Linked DNA regions of Mus musculus: all the other regions are linked to region 4. Evidence: chromatin contacts called from public HiCAR-type, HiChIP or PLAC-seq and promoter capture Hi-C data. All regions are on one chromosome and are shown on one strand. Each heading gives the region's core, a stretch centred on a gene start, on an enhancer-like site or on the middle of the called end of the contact. The rest is flanking DNA. Distances are from core to core; before and after follow the strand shown.

Region 1 (2,812 bases), core at 303-2,802, 270 kb before region 4:
GGGAGCCACCTGCTGCTGCTCTGAGGTCAGGCTGTGCTTCCTGCCCTTTATGCCCCCAAGGCATTCTATAGCCAAGCGTGGCCAGTAAGCATGTGGCTAGAGTGTTTAGTGGGATTGAGAGACTCCTGGATTTTCACAAGTTTTCCTGGGATCTGCTCCAAATCTATGCCCTGAGAGATACAAAAAGGGACATCTATGTCCCAGGAGCTGGGAGAACCACCCCGTGGAAAGCAAGTGAAGGTCCAGAAAAAGAAGCAGGGAGAAGGGGCTAATTGATGTGAGGCTATTTTCATTTTCTCAGCAATTAGATTGTGAAGAACAAATCAGACTTACAGGGAGCACAGAGGAGGTGGGGAGATGGAGGGGAGGCTTAGGTGAGCCCACAAGGGAAAGGGTTCTGTAGGGAGACCAAGGGGGGTATCAGGAGTGGAAGCAAGTGTCACAGTGCAGGGGACTTAGAATCAGTACATTCCACAGGTAAAGTTGGCACAGGAGTCACATCTACAGCATGGGACCAGAACCAGTTCCAATTCAGTTAGTGTCATGGCAGGCATAGCAGCTCTAAGGGGTACTGGATCATTCTTCAGTTATGCAAAAAAAAGCCATAATTGCCATAGTTAGATATCTAAAGAAGAGCCTAGAGGGAGACATGCTGTTATCTACACTCAACTGCACCAGATAAAGACTGTTCAGTCTTCTATTGAGCGCAAGTTTACTGTGTGGGTGCCCAGCCCCCACATTCTCTCCCATGTGTGCGGCAGACACCTTTGGTTCTGTTTGCCTCACTGTTGGTGAGAATTCATACTTTAAGTGTCACTACAATGAGAACTCCACATTTGTGGGGTTTCAATGAGTCACCATTTTAGATTCTAAGTTTCAAGTAATGACAACATAGCAGATGCAGACTTCCCTGCTGGCTGAAGAGAAGAGCTGCTACCAGCCTCTACATAGGCTGGGCAGCTCCCCACCTTGATATAGAATGCTCAAAGCTGGTGCTCAAAGCAACAGCTCTGAGAGCTGGGTGTTAAATTCCACACCTAAGCTTATCTCCAAAGAGGATAGTCCCAAATTCCTAGTAGCCTTTCACCTGGTCCTGGATGTGGGAATCAGTCTCAAGGAGCTGATTATCAGAGTGTGAAGAGCAAATGTAGCCTCCCGGAGTGCATCCTGGGAAGAAACAGTTCCACTAAGTGGACAGTGCTTCGGGTCTTAGTGTGTCTCACTTCCAAGCCAAGCCCAGAGTCCTTTCCCTGTCTGGGCATATGACTCTGCAGCCAACTTCGCATCTCAGCTTGGCTATGGTGGGCCTCACACTACAGGTTTGTCCACTATCAGGATCATGAGCCCCGCTCTAAAAACTCTGAGCCTATGGCTAAGACAGTACTTCTGTTACTGGATGTGGTGGGCCCTCCTTTGTGGAAGTGTGGAAGGTGGGTTTTCATACATATGAATCAGTAAATCATCTGAAAATCTCCAGTACCATCTTTGAAACATCACCATGGCAACCACACTGATTTCCTTGACTACGGCAGAGGGCCTGCGAAGCAGACTATAAGGGAATGACTACTTAAAGCATGAATGACAAAGGCAATTTCTACTTCTCTCCCAAAGAGCACAGACTGAAGGGCATCAGGGAGAGGCACAGCCTCCATTCCAAAGGGTTTATATGCAAACTGGGGTGTGGGAGGAAACACCCAGGAAGTATCTGAATACTCCCCAAGCTGAATCACCCCAATAATAAACCCAAATACAGTTCCTAGCCTGGAGTCAATACCCAATTTGTGTTTATTAATTGAAAGAGAAGATGAATGAACTCAGGCAATGTCATAAATCATTGCACTAAACACTGACACTTTGCCTACTTGCTATGTCACCCAAGAATTAAGGAGATTTTGTATGAAATCACAGTGAAGGCATTCTATGCTACACAATGCTTCCTACCCTCAGTGGGCTGGTAAACAATGTAATTCAATGTGAGGTCCTTTATCATGGAAGAGCATAAAACTCGAGTAATAATAGCATTTTATGATGAGCAATGAATGGTATCCATGGTGGTCTTATCAAACCCCTGCTCAGTTTCTAAGACTGGTACTCTGTACCTCTAGTGTCTGCCAAAGGTTCCAGTTATTCAGTGGTTGCTTCCTGGAGCCTGGGTGAAGTGTCCTGTGCTTCTAACCTTAATGTAAAATTCACATAAAGATCACTTGCTTGGTACCACGAGGTAAAAGGAAAGATAGAAACCTCACAAGATAAAATAAGTAAACCACTTAAAGCAAAGTTGACCATACTGAGATAGTAAGATAGATCTAAGTAGGGTGCTGGGCTGTAACACAGGCCTATAACCTTAGGGAAGATTGCAAGTTTGAAGCTAGCCTGGATCATACTGAAAGAGACACTGTCTCAAACAGAAAACAGCTGGGTGTGGTGGTGCATACCTTTGATCCCCAGAACTCCAGTGGCAGAGACGGGCTGATCTGTGAGTTTAAGCCCAGTCAGGGCTACCTTGTGAGGTCCTATCTTAATATATAAACCAAACTAAACAACAAAAAAGAAAAACACAATCTAATCCTTGCTGAGGGTATTGAGGCCGAAAGGGGTTTTATGGGCCCAGATCCTGACTTGATGGCACACTGTAGGGAGGGATGCTCTGAAACTGAGTAGACCAGAGGTAGAAAGCCATGTCTAGGCTGAATTCTCCCTCTCCACTTCCTGACTCTCTTTCAGACAGATTCTAAATTTTGTATTAGCAGCTAACATTTAAAATCAAGGTTTTTAATAAAAATTCACATTTCTGGTCTCCTTTAAAAATTCA
Region 2 (2,700 bases), core at 146-2,645, 510 kb after region 4:
TAGCAAAGCTATCTACCTTTTGCTTCACTACCTATGCTTCTGAGAAAAGATTTTCTCAATAAGGTTATTGTCTTATTTTCTTTGGAACTTATAGAGTCAGTTTTTACACTATATCTCTAATTAATTTAGGTTTTTTTCCTTATGAATGTTGTTTCAACACTTATTTATTAAAAAAAAAGAATGTCCCAGTGGTTTGAGATGGCTTTAGATCTATTTTCTGCCTTTCCGTTAGTCCACAGTCCCTTTGAGTATTACAGCATCAGCACTGCCTTATAAATCAGGCTTTACAGTCTGACTTAATATCTGGAAGCCATAATCTCCACCTGTGATCTTTATTTTCAATGCTTTTTTTTTAAAAAGTTTGAAATGCTTGAATTCTCATATGAACTCACTGTTAACATGGGTCTACCAAACTTTCACATTACCTTGTAAAATTTTAGAATCCAGCTTGTTATTTAAAAGATTTAAGACCTTTATAGGCTGAAAATGAACTCTTAATCCACTGGATTTCCTGGTTGTTCATATAGGGTAACTGTAGTGCTCTTCTCTATATGTGCGACAGTGTTGTTACCAGACTCTCCCAACACAGAAGTACCCCAGGGTCTCTCTCCACTTTCCAATAAGCTTTCTGTGAAGACTTCCTACAGGAGAACCAAGTTCGAGTTATTCTACAGTGACATGACTGCCGAACTCTGTGACAATAAAGATCAGGATGACTCTCTCTGAATTCTAAATTCTCCAGAGGTAAGAGAACAACGTCCTCTAGGCAGGGCCTATTTCTGTATGTGGTCCATGTGGTTCACCAGCCAAGGTACCCACTCAAATGGAGGAAGATGCCTTGTAGGTCGAGGGAGTCTTTTGTTCTTTAACCTATAGGAATTAGTACCTGGGGGCAGCAGGTCTTTTTCTATCTTGCCACCTCAATCTAGCAGTCCTCAAGGAGCCAACAACAGGAACCTGGGCTGCAGCACCACTAGCAGTGGGCAGCACCAGACACCTCATCGCCCCCTGCTGGAGACAGCGTGTGCCGCAGGCGAGGCTGGATAGCGTTGGCCCCTGTGATCTCAGTTCTTTCAGAATCGAAGGACGCTGAGCGATGGGTATAGATGAGGCAGCATCTGCAGCCCCCATGGCTGGAGGTCCCAAATTCTGAGGCGATTGTATAAGCCCTGTGTACCTCGCATCACAGAAACTACGGTTTTGAAAGTCCAATACACACGTTTTTTTCTCTTTCTTTCTTTCTTTTTCTTAATCTGCGCAGGCGCAGTTCCGGCGCGCACCCGGCCTCTCAGGTGGGTACGTGTCATCCGGTGGGGCCGGGTCCTCCCGTGTTGCTCACGTCCACAGTGAGACTCAAGTCTTCTTTTATAACGCGTAGTCATTTTGGGAGCGCGCTTTTGATCCGATGGTCGCTCTGGCCACTTGGGGGCGCACAAACTTGTAGTTAGCTCCTCTGAGAGCATTGGCCTGTCTGGTAGTGGATTTTGTTTTCCAGAATGAAACCCTTGTCCCATTAAGAGGAAGACTTTGTCAGTGTTTTAGATAGAGCACGGTAAATGTAGGTTACTTATTATTCAACATCTAGTAGTACCCGAGGGATGAAAAAAGATGATATCTTCCCTATAAAGCAAGAGAAAATCGTGAAGACGAAGAATACAAAAACAACAGCCATGTACCTATGTATGTATGTATGTATGTATGTATGTATGTGGCAACCTAGATGGGAGAGCTGGAACATTTTCTAAAGGAATATGATCAGGTGAGTTTACACGAGGGAAACAAGTGATGTTTTCAAAGGAAAGCAGAGTGATGGAGCCTTGGAAGACACATCTGGATTTAATCTGGCTTCTCTGCTTTTGCATTAGCTTCATCTTTGTACTGGTTAATTCTGAACCTGTTTCCTTATCAAGATAATAATAGATAAAATTACCCTTGCAAACCCATGGTGAGAGTTAGAGTTGTGGAAAGAGAGGTAGGATGAACGTTTTTTTTTTTTTTTTTTCTTCCTGTACTGGCTAAGTTAGCATTCAGGGTTATCCTTATAGTCCCTGAAAGGAGCAGATTGCTTTTCTGTTTTGCTTTTGTTTCTTTTTGTTTTCTGTTTTTGTTTTGCCAGGGATGGGAAACTAGGGCCCCAGGCATCCTGGAATAGCAGCTCTATTGTCTGGGTTTACTATGTCAGAAACATGATTGGACATGTTTGTGTTTTTCTACGTCAGAGTTTATTATTAATATTACTATTGCAATAAATTGACAATGTATAGAGGTTTTAATGGCAGCTATTTGGAAGATATTTCTGCTTTCCTTGGCAACCCTGGATGAAGTAAACACAGTTTTTTTTTTTATTCTACTCTTAATATTAAATCTCAGTTCACATAGTACACAACTCATCTTAGCATAAACTCCCTCCCCCCTTTCTTCTTAAAAAACCATTCCTGCAGTGCTTCCTGCTGCTGTCTTTGTGGGGTGCAGAGCAGCCCACTGATCCTTCTAGGGTAAATAAATCTCCTTTGGAGTAAGGGTTTGGTGTATGGGTGTGTTTTGTGTAGACTTGGAGGTCCTTTCATTTTGGTGATGTGACTAAGATTGGCTAGTAGCTCTGCCCTCCCTTCTACACTTTCTGGTCCTTCTGTTGCCTCAACTTCTTATCCCCCATTTCTTGCTGTTTCAAGCATCCCCTAGGTTTTTTGGGTTTTGATA
Region 3 (2,967 bases), core at 189-2,688, 420 kb before region 4:
ATTGTGATTGTCTAGTTCATTCATAGGAAGAGAGTGCCCTACTTGTCACTTCCATTACTTCAGAAATCTCCAACTCCCTGGGTTCTCTGCCTCCCTCACTCTCAAACCTCCAAGTGAATAGGTTACCTACCCTAAGGCACAAGGTGGGAGGTGCCTCAGTAGGTCTCAATGAGATTGAAGCTAGCCTAGTCTTCATTGTGAGTTCCAAGTCAGACAAAGCTGCAGAGTGAGACCTTGTCTCAAAAAACATTTCAGAGCTACACTATTCAACCTGGGTTTCACAAAATATGAAGACCCCCATGAGATGTTAATAGGTATTTTTTTAATTCCTCTGTTAAACTTAGGTGATATTGAATGTAGTTTTATTATAAATCATCTCAGAGCTTTTAACAGGCTAACATTTATCACATGTATCACATACAACTAATGAAGGGCCTGGCATTTACGAAAGCCCTGGTCTGGCTTACCAGGATTCCCTGCCCTCGTTGGGCAGCAGCTGGGCATTCTGTGGCTGAGTGCATCTTTTCAAAGGAGCAGCAGATCCCTCCCTCTCTCTTGAGTTCTCTTTGTGCTGCCCAATTGTCAAGTCTAGCTAGGGAAGGAAAATGACTGTGTTTCAGATTGAACGGTCCTCTTCCAGTTATGCACAAAGAGGAGGAAGCCCCCAGGTCCCAGGGCCTCCAGTAAGCTTCATCTAGGGAGATAGGCCAGGAGGCATAACTGGTAGGACAAGGACCATCCATTATTTCACTCCTGGACAGATGCCTCTGTCCACCAAGTCTGGGTTGCTGACGCTTCAAAGCAAGGAAGAAAATGGGCAGGAAGTAGAGGAAACTGTAAATGTGGCTGGAGGGAGACACATGCACACATATATACACACAGAGAGAGCAGGAGGGGCACGGGAAGAAGTGGGTGGGGGAAGGGAGAGGAAGCGGGGAGAGAAAAAAGGAGAGACTAATGCCCTGTGACTACCCTTCTACTTCAGTCCTCCTCCCTTCCCTCCTCCTTTCCCTCCTCCCCAGGGTCCTTACCTCCTCTTTCTCTTTTGCCTCTGCTCAGCCTTAAGCTAATTGGTTCCATTTCCTCTACTGAAGCTGCCTTTCCAAGCCCAAGAAACCCCTTAACTCATACCTAGGATTTGCTCTGAAGAGCTTTTGGGGAACAAGTAAAGAAGGGTTCAGGCCTGACTGAGATTAGGCCATTGGGATTCATAGCCCTTTGGGGTCACATTTACAAAAAACTACACACCTAGCAGGCATAGTAATAAACAAACTTGGCCTTCAGGGCTCTTAAAACAAACTTCCAGACAAACTCAGTCATAAAACAAACAGAAAGGAAACACACGCCAATGAAACAGAAAGTCCAAATATAAAGTCTTAGCAGTAATTACAGAGTTGTAAAGTTCAAAGTCCTGAGGAGTGATTAATAAGCAACTCCCTGCCCCTCCTCCCATCTCAGAACTGAACACTGTCTGCACAGGCTCCACACACAGCCCTCAGCATACCTCAATGGTGAAGGGCAGGAGGCCATTTCCTTACACAGACTCATTGCAATACCGAGCCCTAACTATTTCTGAATATAAAGAAATAAACTGTGCAAACTTACAAAGAACATGAGCTTTTATACAAGAAAGGGCCTTAATGAACCCGTAGCCTATTAATTCAGCTGAACTGGCTGCCTAACAAGGCCCAGAGATCCTTTGGTCTCCATCTCCCTCATGCTAGAGTTATAGGTATATGCCACAGCATTCAGGGTTGAACTCAGATCTGGTTTAAATCCCCAGGCCCACTTGTTTCATGTTTGAGCATTTTCAGTCATATACTAAATGGTTGGTTTGGGTATTTGGTCAACGTTTGGTATCTGCAAGGGGGCCAGTTTAAGTTTTATTCTAGAGGCTAGAAAGATGACTCAGCTGTTAAAAGCATTGGATGCTCTTCCAGGGGACTCGAGTTTGGTTTCCAGCATTCGCATGGTGACTTAGAACAATTCATAACTCCAGTTCTAGGGGATCTGATGTCCTTCTCTGGCCTCCATAGGTATTACCCATACGCAGTGCACAGACACAGACATACATGCAGGCAAGACACCCAGATACATGAAATACAATTTTATTTTAAAGATTTGTTTTAAGCGAACAACTTCAACATGTAAATAAAATATAAATCATTGAGTCCTCTTTCCCTCTTTCTTTCTTTTCTTTTTCTTTTATTTTCTCTTTAAGACAGTGTCTCACTGAATATTAATGGTTGACCTTGAACTTGCTATGTAGACCAACTCTACTTGGAACTCACAGAGATCCACCTGCCTCTGCCTCTTCATTGTTGGGTGTGAAGGCATGCAACATCATGGCCAGCAACAATTTCATTCCTCTTCTGTCTTTCTTTCTTTCTTTCTTTCTTTCTTTCTTTCTTTCTTTCTTTCTTTCTTTCTTTTCTCTCTCTCTCTCTCTTTCTCTCTCTCTCTTTCTTTTCTGTTTCTGTTTCTGTTTCTGTTTCTGTTTTTGTTTTTGTTTTTCGAGACAGGGTTTCTCTGTGTAGCCCGGGCTGCCCTGGAACTCACTCTGTAGACAAGGCTGGCCTCGAACTCATAGATCCGCCTACCTCTGCCTCCCAAGTGCTGGAATTAAAGGCATGTGCCACCACTGCCCGGCACAATTTCATTCTTAAATCCTTCATAAGCTTATTTTGCTCATACTTCAAACGTTATTAAAGTTTTCTTCTACAGTGAGAACTTTGGAACATTGTCATACCTTGTAGATATGACCAGGTGTTCCATACAGTGCTGGCTTTGGGGGCCTGGAAAGGAATTTAAAGATCTGGGATGTTCTCCAGGCCAAGCCCAAGATATTGCAGAATGCCTCACATACCAAGATCCTGTCATACCTGTGTCGGCGTCTGCTTGATCTCTTCCCTCCACTCCACCCGCCCAACATCCAAACTCCTATGATGGCTGGGGACAATGTGGGAG
Region 4 (2,895 bases), core at 152-2,651:
TCTTGCACCCAAATTATCTCTGATTGGTTAATCAAAGTTGCTGACAGCCTGTAGCTGGGTAGAAGAGAGGTAGGCAGGACAAAGGTTCCTGAGCTTGGGGCGGGGGGGGGGGGGGTCTCAGGTAGGGACTATAAGGGAGACCAAGGAGAGGAGGAAGAAGGAAGTCTTACCATGGGCTAATATGGACCATGAGCATGTGGCTATGAGGGCTAGCCCGATGAAGCAAGAACAGTGCAAATGAAGCATATGGCAAGCAATATATTGGGATTCAAGGCATGAACAGACAAAATAGCTTAGAGGGTTGATATCTGCCCAGCTCCGGTGCTTTAAGGCTTATTATCATTCTAAAGGTCTCTGTGTTCTTTATTTGGGTAATAGCTGGTTAAAAAGTAACTGTTGGTGTATTAATTTCAAGCATTAGTTATTAACTGTTTAAGTCACATTACACCAGGACCTCCACCGGGGCAGAGGGGGAAGCGTGCTAGAGTTCTGGGCATAACCTTCAGTTCTGGTTCTCCTCTGAGGGGCAGGAAAAGAAAGGACTAAGAGGCTCCCTGGGTTTGGAGCCCGTCATTGGAGGGGTCTCGTCTCATCTTGACTGGAAGTTGCTGCCTGGCTCTCAAAAAGACAGAACAGAATGGTTTCTTTGTGTCCAGCCCTCACTGAAGGCTGCTGCCTCCTGGCTGTACAACCTTCTGCCTCCTTTTGCATCCACCCCTTCTCTTCACTTTCCACCTACTATCAAGCAGGTAACTCCTACTAACGACCATGGGGTATATGTGATCATTGACCAGTTGGGCTTTAAGAATCCATGTTTGTACTCACACATATGTGTATGCATGTACACGTGCATACATGTATGCACACATACACCTACCATCACAGGGACACATGCATCTTTAGCCCTCCATGCACATACATATGAGTGCACACATGTAGCTATGGCTGTATGCACACATCAGGAGCTTGTGTCATGAGAACCCGAGACAACCTCAGACTAGTGCTATTTTAATAGCAGAGGCTTGGCCTAAGGATAATTGCATGTCACTCTCCAGAAGAGAGATGGGAAGTGAATGTCCAGGAGCTAGGATGGGCGAATGTGGAAAGACGGACATGACTGGTTTCTCAGAGTATCAAATCCCAAACACCAAGACCTGACCTCCTCAGTGAAGTGCACCCTGTGTGTTGCATCAGTCTGTTTTTCTGGGCTTCCATCTGTGTGGAAGGAACAGGAAGAAGTCAGAGGTGACAAAGAGCCTTTTCAGCAGTTTAGCACAAATGCTAAACACCCAATGCTTGCTTAACTCCTTCAGGAAGTTGCTTTTGGATGCTCTTAGCTGAAGGCTACCGAGCAAGCAACTCCTCACTCCTCCCCCCAAGCACAGGGCATGGGAGGAGCTTTCCTAACTAGCTGGCCTACTGCTGGCCTAGCTGACAAAACTCAAGAATGCTCTTGTCTGCTCACATGCTTGGTCAGCACCGCCCTCTACCGTCCAGAGCAAGCTTTTCATCCTTGCCACTGAACACCTGGTTTAGAAAACTGACATGTGTTGCTACTGCCGCTGCTGCAGGTGCCCCAGGGGCTTTCTGATTCACACAACTTCCAGGAGATGCTGAGAACGACTGACCTGAGACAGCAGAATAGCCCACCTCTGAACAAAATGCTTTTCTGTCTCATCACTGTCTGGCTTTCAGAAAGCCAACCCAGTCAGCCTGGCTGGCTTGCAGAGGAGGGTGACTTTGCTTCTATGCCTCCCCCTTGTCAGGGCTGCCTCCTGGGGGTGTTCCCTAGGCTCTGGGGGGGGGGTCCTGTCTTGTCTTCTTCTTCCTCTGTATCTGTCCACTGTCACCTGCCTACTTCTACCCATGCTTTCATGGTTTTGAAGCTCAAGCCTTGGGCTTCTGGGACTGGGTCCCCTCTTAAAGCAAGAACAGTAATGCAAGCATCTTGCCTGGCCTAGGCCATGTCCAGTCATGGTGGACAGGGGACATCAGCTTCATTAGCTGTGACCAGACATGTGACTCTGATGGCAGAAGGTAAATGAAGACTGGAAAAGAACAACGGTGAAAGATTTAAAAGCCCCCAACCATCCGCAACAAGGCTCCTCAGTCAGCTCTGCCCATCCAAATCTACAAAGCTGCTGGGTGCCCAGCCAGGGCACTGTTACTGTAGATAGGGTGGCTTGGACGTGCTATAGAAGTAGTTCATCAATAGGGAGGAGTTAGTGACAGGGAGATTTAGGAAGGTTGACAGTGAAGCTTAAGTTACACCCTCAAGAACAGCCTCACTCACAGGAATCCAGCGGCCTCAGAGCCCTTGCTGAGCACAGGCCTGTGTACACAACCACATACTGAGAAGGAACAAAGAGGGATAGGGGCAGAGAAGGAGGCAGGATCCAGAGAGGAAGTAGTTTTCCCTAGGATCCAAAGGGGGAAGATTCCAGAATAGTGTCCAGGACTCTGAATAGTTGGCTTGTTTTTCTATTTCCGTGACTTCTTGGCTAGGCAGCCTGAATTGGCAGGTGTGAGGCCATATTGGGAGAGATAAGCCTAGGGGTAGAGATCTGGTTTGCACAGGTGCTAAGAAGGTTAGGCTAGCTAGCATTGTCTTCTTCTGGCAAGAGCCTGGCACCTGAGAAGCCTGCTCAGCACCCTCTATACCTTGAACACAGCAGCAGCCAGGGCCTACCTAGCCCCGTGCATCTGGCTCTACTCTCATTTCCCAATCTTCCTTATTTTCATCAGACCTAGCATCAGATATGGGTGTGTCACTCATGGGCATGTCTTTGGTCCCTGGGTAAAGAGCACCCCTCCTCCACATTGTGGGACTGACAAGGAAAAATGGAACACCCTCAATTTGAGTGAAACCTCTGGATGAGACAGGATCATCTTTTT
Region 5 (2,700 bases), core at 119-2,618, 480 kb after region 4:
TGGTTTGGGGAGGGATGCCTGGTACATGTTATTGTTTAGCAGTGACCCCAGAAAAAAGGCTCATATCTCTATAGTAGTACAGAAAAAACAAACAAACAAACAAACAAACCATACAAAGTACAGGGGGAAAAAAACGATGCTGACTGAGAATGTAGAAGTCAGAAAGATACACCCACCAGTCTCAAAGCCCCAGATGTGGTCCCCAGGACTTCATGAAACTGGTAGTACATTCCTGTAAGTTTAGAACTCAGGAAGTAGAGGTGATGGCAGGATCAGTTCAAGGTCATTCTCAGGGATACAGCAAGTAGCCAGGCTGGGCTACTCAAGACCCTGTCTTAAAAAGCCCATAAGAAGATGCATTGTTTCTAAGACATGGGTCTTTCTACAACAGTGGCGGTGACTTAGCAAAGTGATTATTTGACAGAGGCAAAAGCCAGATGGACAAACACTAATTTATAATGAATTTATAAAGGAAGTAAAACTTTTAAATGATCAAAACTAATCTTGTGCTGTGTATGTCATCCCTGGGGAAGCCGGGGCAGCAGAAGTTTAAGGATATTGTCAGTTGCATAGTCAGTGCAAGGCTAGGCTAGGCTATAGGAGATGATGTTTCAAGAGACCAAAAAACCAGACAAAAAGTACTCTTGAGAGTAGATGTTGCCAACTAATTAGACAAAGCCTAACTTCTTATTTTCTAAGACCCACAGTCCTGAACACACCAAGGCTTCCCCATTATTACCACAATACTATATGTGAAACTCAACCATAGTAATATCCCAGCAGAGGGTAGGTTGGTTGCTATACAGAACCCATGGATAGTCCTGGTTCTAGATCTCGCCTAGTGTTGTAGATTAGGGAGCCCCACCCCACCCCACCCAAGCCAAACAGCGACTGAACTAAGGGCTCATCTATTACCTGTGGAGAGTGAATAGTATGAAAAGTGAAGTAAAAAGGCTAAGGATGAGAAGCCGAGGGCAGGAAGAGGAACTGGAAAAAGTCAGAAGCCCATACTCTCAACTGTCAGGCCATGAAGAGTCAAAATGAAGACAACAATCTGTTTAGGGTAGTAGTCCTGTCCTCAATAATGTGGAGGCATAAGGAGAAAGAGGCAATCCATCCTGGGGGGCGAGAACACCATAGCTCCTGTCCTGTGCCTGGGGCTGACTCACTGATGCTCTGAGCCTCTGCTCTCTGTCCTGAGGCAGGCAGGTTGGGGTGGAACAGGGAAGTTGGGAAAACCTGCTGTATGCAGACTGTCTGCCTTAAGATAACTGATTCAGTTCAGGGATCACGCTGCTTCTGTCCAGTGTAAACAAGCAGCTGGCTTCTCAGAACTCTGGCACTGCTTCCCTTGCCATCTTCCCCTGACCAGTCACACCAAGTCTGAGTCACCCTGAGGTTTGGTCTGACACTCTGAGGATGTGGGCTCACAAGTAAATCCTTGAAATACCTGGCATCTATCTGCATTTCCTACAATAACTCACTAAGGTAAACATTTCTTTGGGGGCCAGAACAAAGGCTCAGCAGGTAAAACCTCTTGCAGTATAAGCCTGATGATCTGAGCTCTGTTCTCAGAATTCACATAAAGGTGGAAGGAGAGAACTAACTCCCACAGTTTATACCCTCACCTCCATGTGTGCACTGTGGTACTCATATGTGTACACTTGTACACACACACACACACACACACAATCACAATAAAAAATTTTTGATTCATTACAATTATTCTTAGCATATCTCTACTATAAAATGCATATTTATTGGAAATACATCTCTGAATGAGATAGGTGGAACAGTAAACATTATTAATATTTTATTTACTTATATGTCCATGGGTAAAGTTTTTAATTTTTTTGCTAGGGTTTAGCATAAATTCTCATTCTGTTTTTTATGATCAGCAGTGAGATTTTTTTAAAAAACTAAATAAGGAAACAAGAATGGAAGTTTTGTTATATTTAATTGATAATCTGTCAAAAACCAAAAACCCTGAAAACTTCCCATAATGACAAAATTGCTTTTGATGATTATCCACTTATTATTTGACTGGTTCCTAGTGTCATCCTGGTGTGTGCTCAAACAGGGAACTCTCTTTTGCTTTGGCATCCAGAAAGTTCCAGGCCTCTAAGGGAAGATATCAAGATGTTCAGATGTGGAGTAGAACACGGGAAAAGAAAACTACTATTCAGCTTTTTATACACTGGCTCATTCACAGGCATGACAAAACAAGTTGCGTGGGGACCCTCTAGGGTTTAGTGGAATGTCTTAGTACCCTTACAAGCTTGGGTTATATCTGCACCTGGCTTTTATAAGAAGTCCTTGGCACTTCTTCATGGTATTGCAGGGTCCACTGTTAGAAGCTTAAAGTCAAAATCTAGGATTTGGGTTAGGACTGTCCAATGCCCATCTACTTACTATCTTTTACCCCCACCCTTCAGGACTGAGTTCAACCTCTTCCAAGACTGCAGGGCCATAAAAAGATTCATGACTCCCTACCTCCAGCCCACACCTTGCCAATGTTCCGGCCCTACTGCCTTGGCTCCCTGGAAAGAATGCATCTCAAGCCGCAGGATCCTTGGCTATCTGGCATTTAACATGTCTCTCTAGTGTTTCTTACCAGAGCCATTGTGTCTCTCACCTACTTACTTCTGAGGTTCCCCATTCACGGACCACTGGTTACTGCGGGCAGACAGATTCTTTTCA
Region 6 (2,759 bases), core at 98-2,597, 290 kb before region 4:
GCAGCAAGGCCTGGAAGTCAGGCTTTGCCCATCCTGCATAGCTGCATGCTACCAGGAGGCACAAGGAGTGACATGAGCTCAAATGATCTGCCAAAGGGGCCACTGACATCCCAGGAGGCCTTCTACCATGCACTGTGATGATAACCTAAGTATCCTCCTACAGATGCAGACATGGGAAATCCTTCCTTGCTAGGAACACCCAACAGATCCATGGAGTTCAGTAGCTTCCTGTGCACTCAAGCAAAGCCCCTGGTTGTCTTGCAACCTCTTCTCCCTTCTGTGATCCTAGGCGCTCTCGTGGTCTGCCCTGTAGTCTACCTGTCCTCCTCATGGCTGACCCACCCCTGCTCAGGTGCTGTGTCCACATGCCTTCCCTTCCAGCACTACTTCTCTTTCCTGACCACTCTGTCATCTTCTCCCAGCTTCCCACTTAATCATGAATTCCTCAGGGAAAGAACCACGCCCACTCCAACAGAGTAGAATCCCTCCTCCCTCTGCCCAGCTCATTACACATCTCTTTTATAATTATTGTGCTGGGACTCTAGCATCCTCCTTTCTTTGATTTCTGGATGCCATGAGATAAGCAACTTCCTCCATCACTAGCTCTTGCCCTAAACAACAGGGCTAACAAACCTAGAACTGAGGCTTCCAAACCCATGAGTCTTTCTTCTTAAGTGAAGTTATTTCAAATATCAGTTAGGCTGCCTGCTTGGACAATGTATTGATGCATCAGTAAGGAGCCAGTGCTTATATTGAGTATCTCAGCATTTTGTTTGATTTGTAGGACTCTGAGAATAGCTCACAGATTCCAATCTTTCACTTGAAGTCTACCAGTGTTCAGATTCCTGCAGCCTGAAATGAGGAGATACCTACCTGCCACCTTGACCTGTGTAGAGGTGCAAGCTTTGCAGGGGAGCACCCGGAACTCTTCTGCCTGGTACATCGAATAGTCAGTGCTGGCAACAACCAGGGTGTCTCCAGGCCTCCATGACCGCACATTGTCCACCAGACTCAGGATGGTGCTGTTTACGTTGGTGTCGATGCTAACCGTGAGCTTGGGCCTCACTGTAACCCAAAACAGGAAGGACTAAGACACAGCCCTTTGCCTTCAGCAAACATGTGGCTGCCCACCTCTTCCCCTCCCCTCTGGAAATCAGTAAATGCCAGGTGTGCCCTTCCAAAACCCGAATCACCAGACTCTCTCTCATCCCAGTCTCAGTACTTACAGGTTTTTGAAGTCAACAAAAACCCAACCAAAAAAGACCCATTCATTAGCTCTGGGCAGAGGAATTTTCCACTGACTTCTAAGCTAGTTTTCAGTGTGTTGCCTCACCACACCCACTTTGCCCAAGATGTAAAACAAATATAGTTCCTCTCCACTATTATTTACAGTAGCCATAAGTCCCACCCCCAAGTCCAATGACTGCTTTCTGGAGATGCTGATTCCAGAACAAGCCAGCCATTTCCAGTCCTGTCTAATGAGCACTGCCTGGGGAACTGGGTTTGAAACAACAGCACCAGAAGAGGCAGAGAGACTGTGTCAACCCTGCCCATCAGCACACTGCATTCTTGGACCAAGCCCGCCCCTTCTAGAAAGGCTTACGACAGGCCAGAGATTTGCTATCTGCTTCCAATGCCTGGGACCATCTGGCTGCTTCTGCACTCAGTGTGGGTGATTGTGACACTATGATACTCAACATGGCAGACCCAGACATCCCATTTCACAGTGCATAGAAGCCAGATCAGGGATCCGGTCGGGAATCAGAGCTCAGTTGCAGTTCTAACCCAATAAGGAGCTAGGATTTGCTTGCATACCGGGTTTTCCACATAAGAATCGCACTCGATAGCTTCGGCAGGCTCTGCCCCGGGTGTAGCAAGCAAACCTGTAATCTTGGCCATTTTTGTAGACAACCTCAGTGCTGAGGGCGACTCCATCCATTGTTGTGGCCTGAGAACAGAATGGAAATTACAGAGCAAGGATGCTTTTTTTATGAAGAGGGAAAGTGCTGATTAATGTCCCCAACTTATATTTACAAGTCTAAAATTGTCCCCACTGTGAAACTTATTTACAACAGCCCAGGACCCTTATCCCAATAGTCTTTGTGAGTTTTGTTATAAGAAAGTCAGTGTTAAGTCTCGGGAATGGATGTGGTGAGGCCTGATTTCTGGGAGAGAGTCAGCTAGAAGGTTTGTGATCTAGCAGGAGTCCTGAGTCCTACTTATTGCTCATCATTGTGCGCACATTTACAGAGCATCCACCATACACAGGCTTTCTTAGGACCCTGATATGTCTCTTCTTATGACCATCTCGCCACCCTCAGACTATGTAAAGAGCTAGCTTTTATTTACCAGGGAATGACTCTATACAACCCACAGGTGCCCAAATGGGTTTCTGTATAACACCAGGAATCTCAAAATTCTATATGCCTACACTCTACCAAATAGGTTTCTCTAATGACACAACAAACCAGTTCAGCCCAAACAAGAATATATAGTCAGATTTGTTGGGAGGTAGCGCTCCTGTGGGTTCACTGATCTCAAAGGAGCAGGTAAGTGAACTTGAGCATTGCCTCTAAAGCAAGGGGCTTTACAGAATTTAGGTGAGGAGAGATGATGTGTCTAATAGGAGCTGTGACTGTGCCCTTATCTGCTAAAACCTGAGCCTCTGGATGAGCACCCTCAGGTGGGTGTCTGGAAACATGGAAGAGTGATACCATGTTAGGCCAGAGTTTTCTCTGTATGGATGGGTTTGAGGGGAG
Region 7 (2,711 bases), core at 186-2,685, 330 kb before region 4:
AAATGGCCCATGGCCAAAAAGCGCCTGAAACCCACTGATCTCTAGATGAATAATGTGCATTCCCAACTTAGAAAGTCAGAGTCTTCTGTTTGAATCTTCACTTGAGAGCTAGAGTGTGGGGCTGGGGTCCTCACTCAGTCATTAAGGGGTTATTGTCTTGCAAACACAAGGACCCAAGTTTGATACCCAGAATCCAGAACGTAAAATAAAGCCAGGTATGGTGGATGCACCTGTGTTTGTAATCTCAACAACAGGGTAGTGGAGACAAGCATCAGATCCTGAGGCTGGCCAGCCTTGATGACTTCCAGGCCACTGAGAGACCTTTTCTCAAAAAACAAGTGCCTGAAGAATGACACCCAGGGTTGTTTGTCTTCTGGCTTCCACCAGCATGCATACATACCCCTGTACACATGTACACATTTACTTCCACACACATACATGCAAATATAGCTGAGTGTGGGAAGAACAGATACAGCACGTGACCGAGCAAAACCTATTCTCCAGAATCACACACACAGTCAGTCCCAGCCCCTCCCAACCCCCAAGAGTGCATCCTGAAGGTCCTTGTATCCACTCATTAACAATTTACTAAGCACCTAGGGGTGACAGGTGCCACATGAATCACACAAGCTTTCCACTAGCTTGTGGCTCCAGAGAGATTTCCACACCCACATTGTAGTTGAGAGACTGAACATGTATAAGTAAGTCTATTGTGGAGTCAACATCAGGAAGCCTGATTCCTTGATAAGACATCATTTAAGGCTTCTGTTTCTATTTTAAGCAGTGTTACAGTGGAGAATGGTGGATGGATAGGAAAAGACATCAGTGGGGAGGAAACAGCGGGAAGGAAGTGAGGAGAGAATCCTAGCATTTAAGACACTCAAATTAACTTCCAATATGGGAGAAGGGAAGAAAAGAGCCTGTCAGAAACCTATGGTTATGGTGTTGGTTGACCAACAGTGATAGAGCAGGGCCAGAGCAGACACCAGGGAGGGACCAGGAGGGAGGGCAATGGACTGTTTTCGACTATGTTAGAATGGGGGGGGTGTGTGAAAGATTAAGTTCAGATTCTGGTTCAAACATCTGGATGGGTGACAATTTAGAGAAAACAGAAGGAGGGCTGATCTGGAGGATCAAAAGATAAAAGGGATGAGAGTTTAGTTCCATTCAAGACATCTAGGTGGCAACCTTGAAGTAGCCATTGGAGATGAATGTCTGGGGTTTAGGAAAGAGATCCAGGCTGGGGAGCTTCAGAAGCCACCAGCATTTGGATCCTATTGGAGGTGTGGGTGGGGATGAGATCACTGGGAGAGTGCGCCATGATGGGAGAAGAGGGTCAGGCAGCCTTCCAAGGAGTGAGGCAGCATTCGGCTCTGCCTCAGCCTGACCTACATCCACAGCAGACCTGCCTCCAGCATGCGCAGCAACAGACACGAAGTTCTCTCCACCCAGTAGACACACACAATCTGTAGGCACAGATCCTACTGACTGGCAAGAATCATGAGGGGTTGGGCATGAGGGACTGGGCCCTAGCCAGGAATCTGTTGTGTCACTGGACAGTTCAGAAACTGAGACATAGACTCACTTGTCAGGGATAGCTGCCACGTAGTTGAAGAGCTGCCAGGGTATGCCCTGCAGAATGGCATTTCTGAAGCTGCCGTGGCTCACCACGTGACCTCGACTCCCATCAATCACCACTATCTGGATGCCATCTTCTGAGCAAGGGTACCTCCTCCCATCCACCTGCAAGGCCAAAGCAACAGAGGAGTGAGAGATCCTGGGGCAGCTGAGGCCCAGGTTCTCCTTCCTGTAGGTATCCTTCCTATGTAGACACTAAAGACATAGTTTGGTTACACAGCTGCTCTACTTATAAGAACCCTTTACACCTCTTCCAACTGTGCTCTTTGTAGGTTTGAATAGTAACCTCCCAAAAGATGTGCCCACTAGGAACCTCTGAATTTTATTTTATCTAGAAATAGTGTTTCTGAAGATGTTTTAATGACATATACATCAGTGATCTCAGGGAAGGATCATTTAGAATGTTTGGGGTAGGCCCTAAATCCAATGATGGGGCCTCTTAGGAAGAAAGGTAAGAGGTAGGAGATAGGCTCAAAGGAGAGAGGGCCTCATGAAGATGGGACAGAGATGTCAGTGATGTGACTCTAATCCAAAGGTCCATTAGGGCCACTAGAAGTTAGAGGAAGCTTTCTAGCTTCCCAAACTGAAAGAGAATAACTTTCTTTTGTTTAACCCATTCAGCTTATCACAGTACCACCTATTACAGTTTGATATGACATGTCCCCACAGGCTCAAGTTTTGAATGCTTTCTCCCTACCCGGTGATGATGTTCTAGACATGTGTGGAACCTTTAGGAAGTAAACTCTAGCTGGAGGAAGTCAGTGTTTGGAAGTGATTCCTGGCCTCCACTTCCTACCTCTCTTATTTCTTCTTGGTCCTCCATGAGGCCAACAGCTTCTGCCATATGTGTAGGTGTGGTGGTTTGAATGAGAATGGCCCCATAGGCCCATATATTTGAACCACTGGGTCCCCAGTTGGTGGAACTGATTAGGGAGGATTAGGAGGTGTGGCCTAGTTAGAGGAGGTGTGTCACTAGGGTCAGGCTTTGAAGTTTCAAAAGAGTCTGCCATTCCCAGGGCCTCTCTCTGCCTCCTACTTGTAGATAAAGATGGAAGCTCCCAGCTGTTCCTACC

Evidence for each region. Promoter capture Hi-C pulls out the DNA fragments that hold promoters and counts their contacts. HiCAR-type assays count read pairs that join an accessible place to other places. HiChIP or PLAC-seq counts read pairs in DNA pulled down with a chosen protein or histone mark.
Region 1: a FOXA1 HiChIP or PLAC-seq map of pancreatic cancer cells shows a contact between it and region 4. The contact joins two enhancer-like sites. A contact is called at or near these places in 4 of 484 Hi-C or Micro-C datasets (the AML12 cell line, cortical neurons, embryonic fibroblasts and 1 more), 3 of 115 datasets of contacts at active chromatin or transcription factors (embryonic stem cells, fibro-adipogenic progenitors and pancreatic cancer cells) and 1 of 9 other capture datasets (liver).
Region 2: a promoter capture Hi-C map of the 3T3-L1 cell line shows a contact between it and region 4, with 8 times the contacts expected there. The contact joins two enhancer-like sites. A contact is called at or near these places in 3 of 39 promoter capture datasets (the 3T3-L1 cell line and liver).
Region 3: a contact with region 4 is called in a FOXA1 HiChIP or PLAC-seq map of pancreatic cancer cells. The contact joins two enhancer-like sites.
Region 5: a contact with region 4 is called in an HNF4G HiChIP or PLAC-seq map of pancreatic cancer cells. The contact joins two enhancer-like sites. A contact is called at or near these places in 1 of 484 Hi-C or Micro-C datasets (embryonic fibroblasts) and 1 of 115 datasets of contacts at active chromatin or transcription factors (pancreatic cancer cells).
Region 6: an HNF4G HiChIP or PLAC-seq map of pancreatic cancer cells shows a contact between it and region 4. The contact joins two enhancer-like sites. A contact is called at or near these places in 1 of 15 datasets of contacts at CTCF or cohesin (the NIH/3T3 cell line), 2 of 484 Hi-C or Micro-C datasets (cerebellum and nephron progenitors), 3 of 115 datasets of contacts at active chromatin or transcription factors (embryonic stem cells, kidney and pancreatic cancer cells) and 3 of 9 other capture datasets (adipose tissue, embryonic stem cells and liver).
Region 7: a HiCAR-type map of fibro-adipogenic progenitors shows a contact between it and region 4, with 10 times the contacts expected there. The contact joins two enhancer-like sites. A contact is called at or near these places in 1 of 39 promoter capture datasets (the C10 cell line), 2 of 15 datasets of contacts at CTCF or cohesin (the NIH/3T3 cell line and large pre-B cells), 10 of 484 Hi-C or Micro-C datasets (the 3T3-L1 cell line, CD4 T cells, the G1E-ER4 cell line and 6 more), 2 of 115 datasets of contacts at active chromatin or transcription factors (fibro-adipogenic progenitors and pancreatic cancer cells) and 3 of 9 other capture datasets (adipose tissue, liver and pancreatic islet).

The regions. Positions count from the first base shown.
Region 1 is chr7:84,000,184-84,002,995 of GRCm38.p6, forward strand. The region is part of intron 2 of Cemip (cell migration inducing protein, hyaluronan binding); the gene reads right to left. All of the region lies in intron 2 of Gm30440 (a long non-coding RNA gene), which reads left to right. Among named protein-coding and RNA genes, the nearest start is that of Gm30440, 31 kb to the left of the region's middle. Within about 2 kb of position 1,553, at least 18 of the 459 cell types and tissues checked have an H3K27ac peak or open chromatin away from gene starts, as enhancers often do. A contact at or near this core is called in cortical neurons and pancreatic cancer cells, where this site is marked.
Region 2 is chr7:84,778,331-84,781,030 of GRCm38.p6, forward strand. No RefSeq gene overlaps it. Among named protein-coding and RNA genes, the nearest start is that of Olfr291, 74 kb to the right of the region's middle. Within about 2 kb of position 1,396, at least 282 of the 459 cell types and tissues checked have an H3K27ac peak or open chromatin away from gene starts, as enhancers often do.
Region 3 is chr7:83,846,448-83,849,414 of GRCm38.p6, forward strand. No RefSeq gene overlaps it. Among named protein-coding and RNA genes, the nearest start is that of Gm39043, 34 kb to the left of the region's middle. Within about 2 kb of position 1,439, at least 38 of the 459 cell types and tissues checked have an H3K27ac peak or open chromatin away from gene starts, as enhancers often do. A contact at or near this core is called in pancreatic cancer cells, where this site is marked.
Region 4 is chr7:84,271,165-84,274,059 of GRCm38.p6, forward strand. The region is part of intron 12 of Arnt2 (aryl hydrocarbon receptor nuclear translocator 2); the gene reads right to left. Among named protein-coding and RNA genes, the nearest start is that of Gm26708, 40 kb to the left of the region's middle. Within about 2 kb of position 1,402, at least 80 of the 459 cell types and tissues checked have an H3K27ac peak or open chromatin away from gene starts, as enhancers often do. A contact at or near this core is called in cortical neurons, fibro-adipogenic progenitors and pancreatic cancer cells, where this site is marked.
Region 5 is chr7:84,746,708-84,749,407 of GRCm38.p6, forward strand. The region is part of intron 2 of 2610206C17Rik (RIKEN cDNA 2610206C17 gene); the gene reads left to right. Among named protein-coding and RNA genes, the nearest start is that of Zfand6, 58 kb to the left of the region's middle. Within about 2 kb of position 1,369, at least 88 of the 459 cell types and tissues checked have an H3K27ac peak or open chromatin away from gene starts, as enhancers often do. A contact at or near this core is called in pancreatic cancer cells, where this site is marked.
Region 6 is chr7:83,981,319-83,984,077 of GRCm38.p6, forward strand. It overlaps Cemip (cell migration inducing protein, hyaluronan binding), which reads right to left. Exons shown (of 29, transcript NM_030728.4): 10 at 1,816-1,948; 11 at 874-1,065. The region is part of intron 2 of Gm30440 (a long non-coding RNA gene); the gene reads left to right. Among named protein-coding and RNA genes, the nearest start is that of Gm30440, 12 kb to the left of the region's middle. Within about 2 kb of position 1,348, at least 5 of the 459 cell types and tissues checked have an H3K27ac peak or open chromatin away from gene starts, as enhancers often do. A contact at or near this core is called in pancreatic cancer cells, where this site is marked.
Region 7 is chr7:83,940,421-83,943,131 of GRCm38.p6, forward strand. It overlaps Cemip (cell migration inducing protein, hyaluronan binding), which reads right to left. Exons shown (of 29, transcript NM_030728.4): 27 at 1,586-1,743. Among named protein-coding and RNA genes, the nearest start is that of Gm30440, 28 kb to the right of the region's middle. Within about 2 kb of position 1,436, at least 14 of the 459 cell types and tissues checked have an H3K27ac peak or open chromatin away from gene starts, as enhancers often do. A contact at or near this core is called in fibro-adipogenic progenitors, where this site is marked.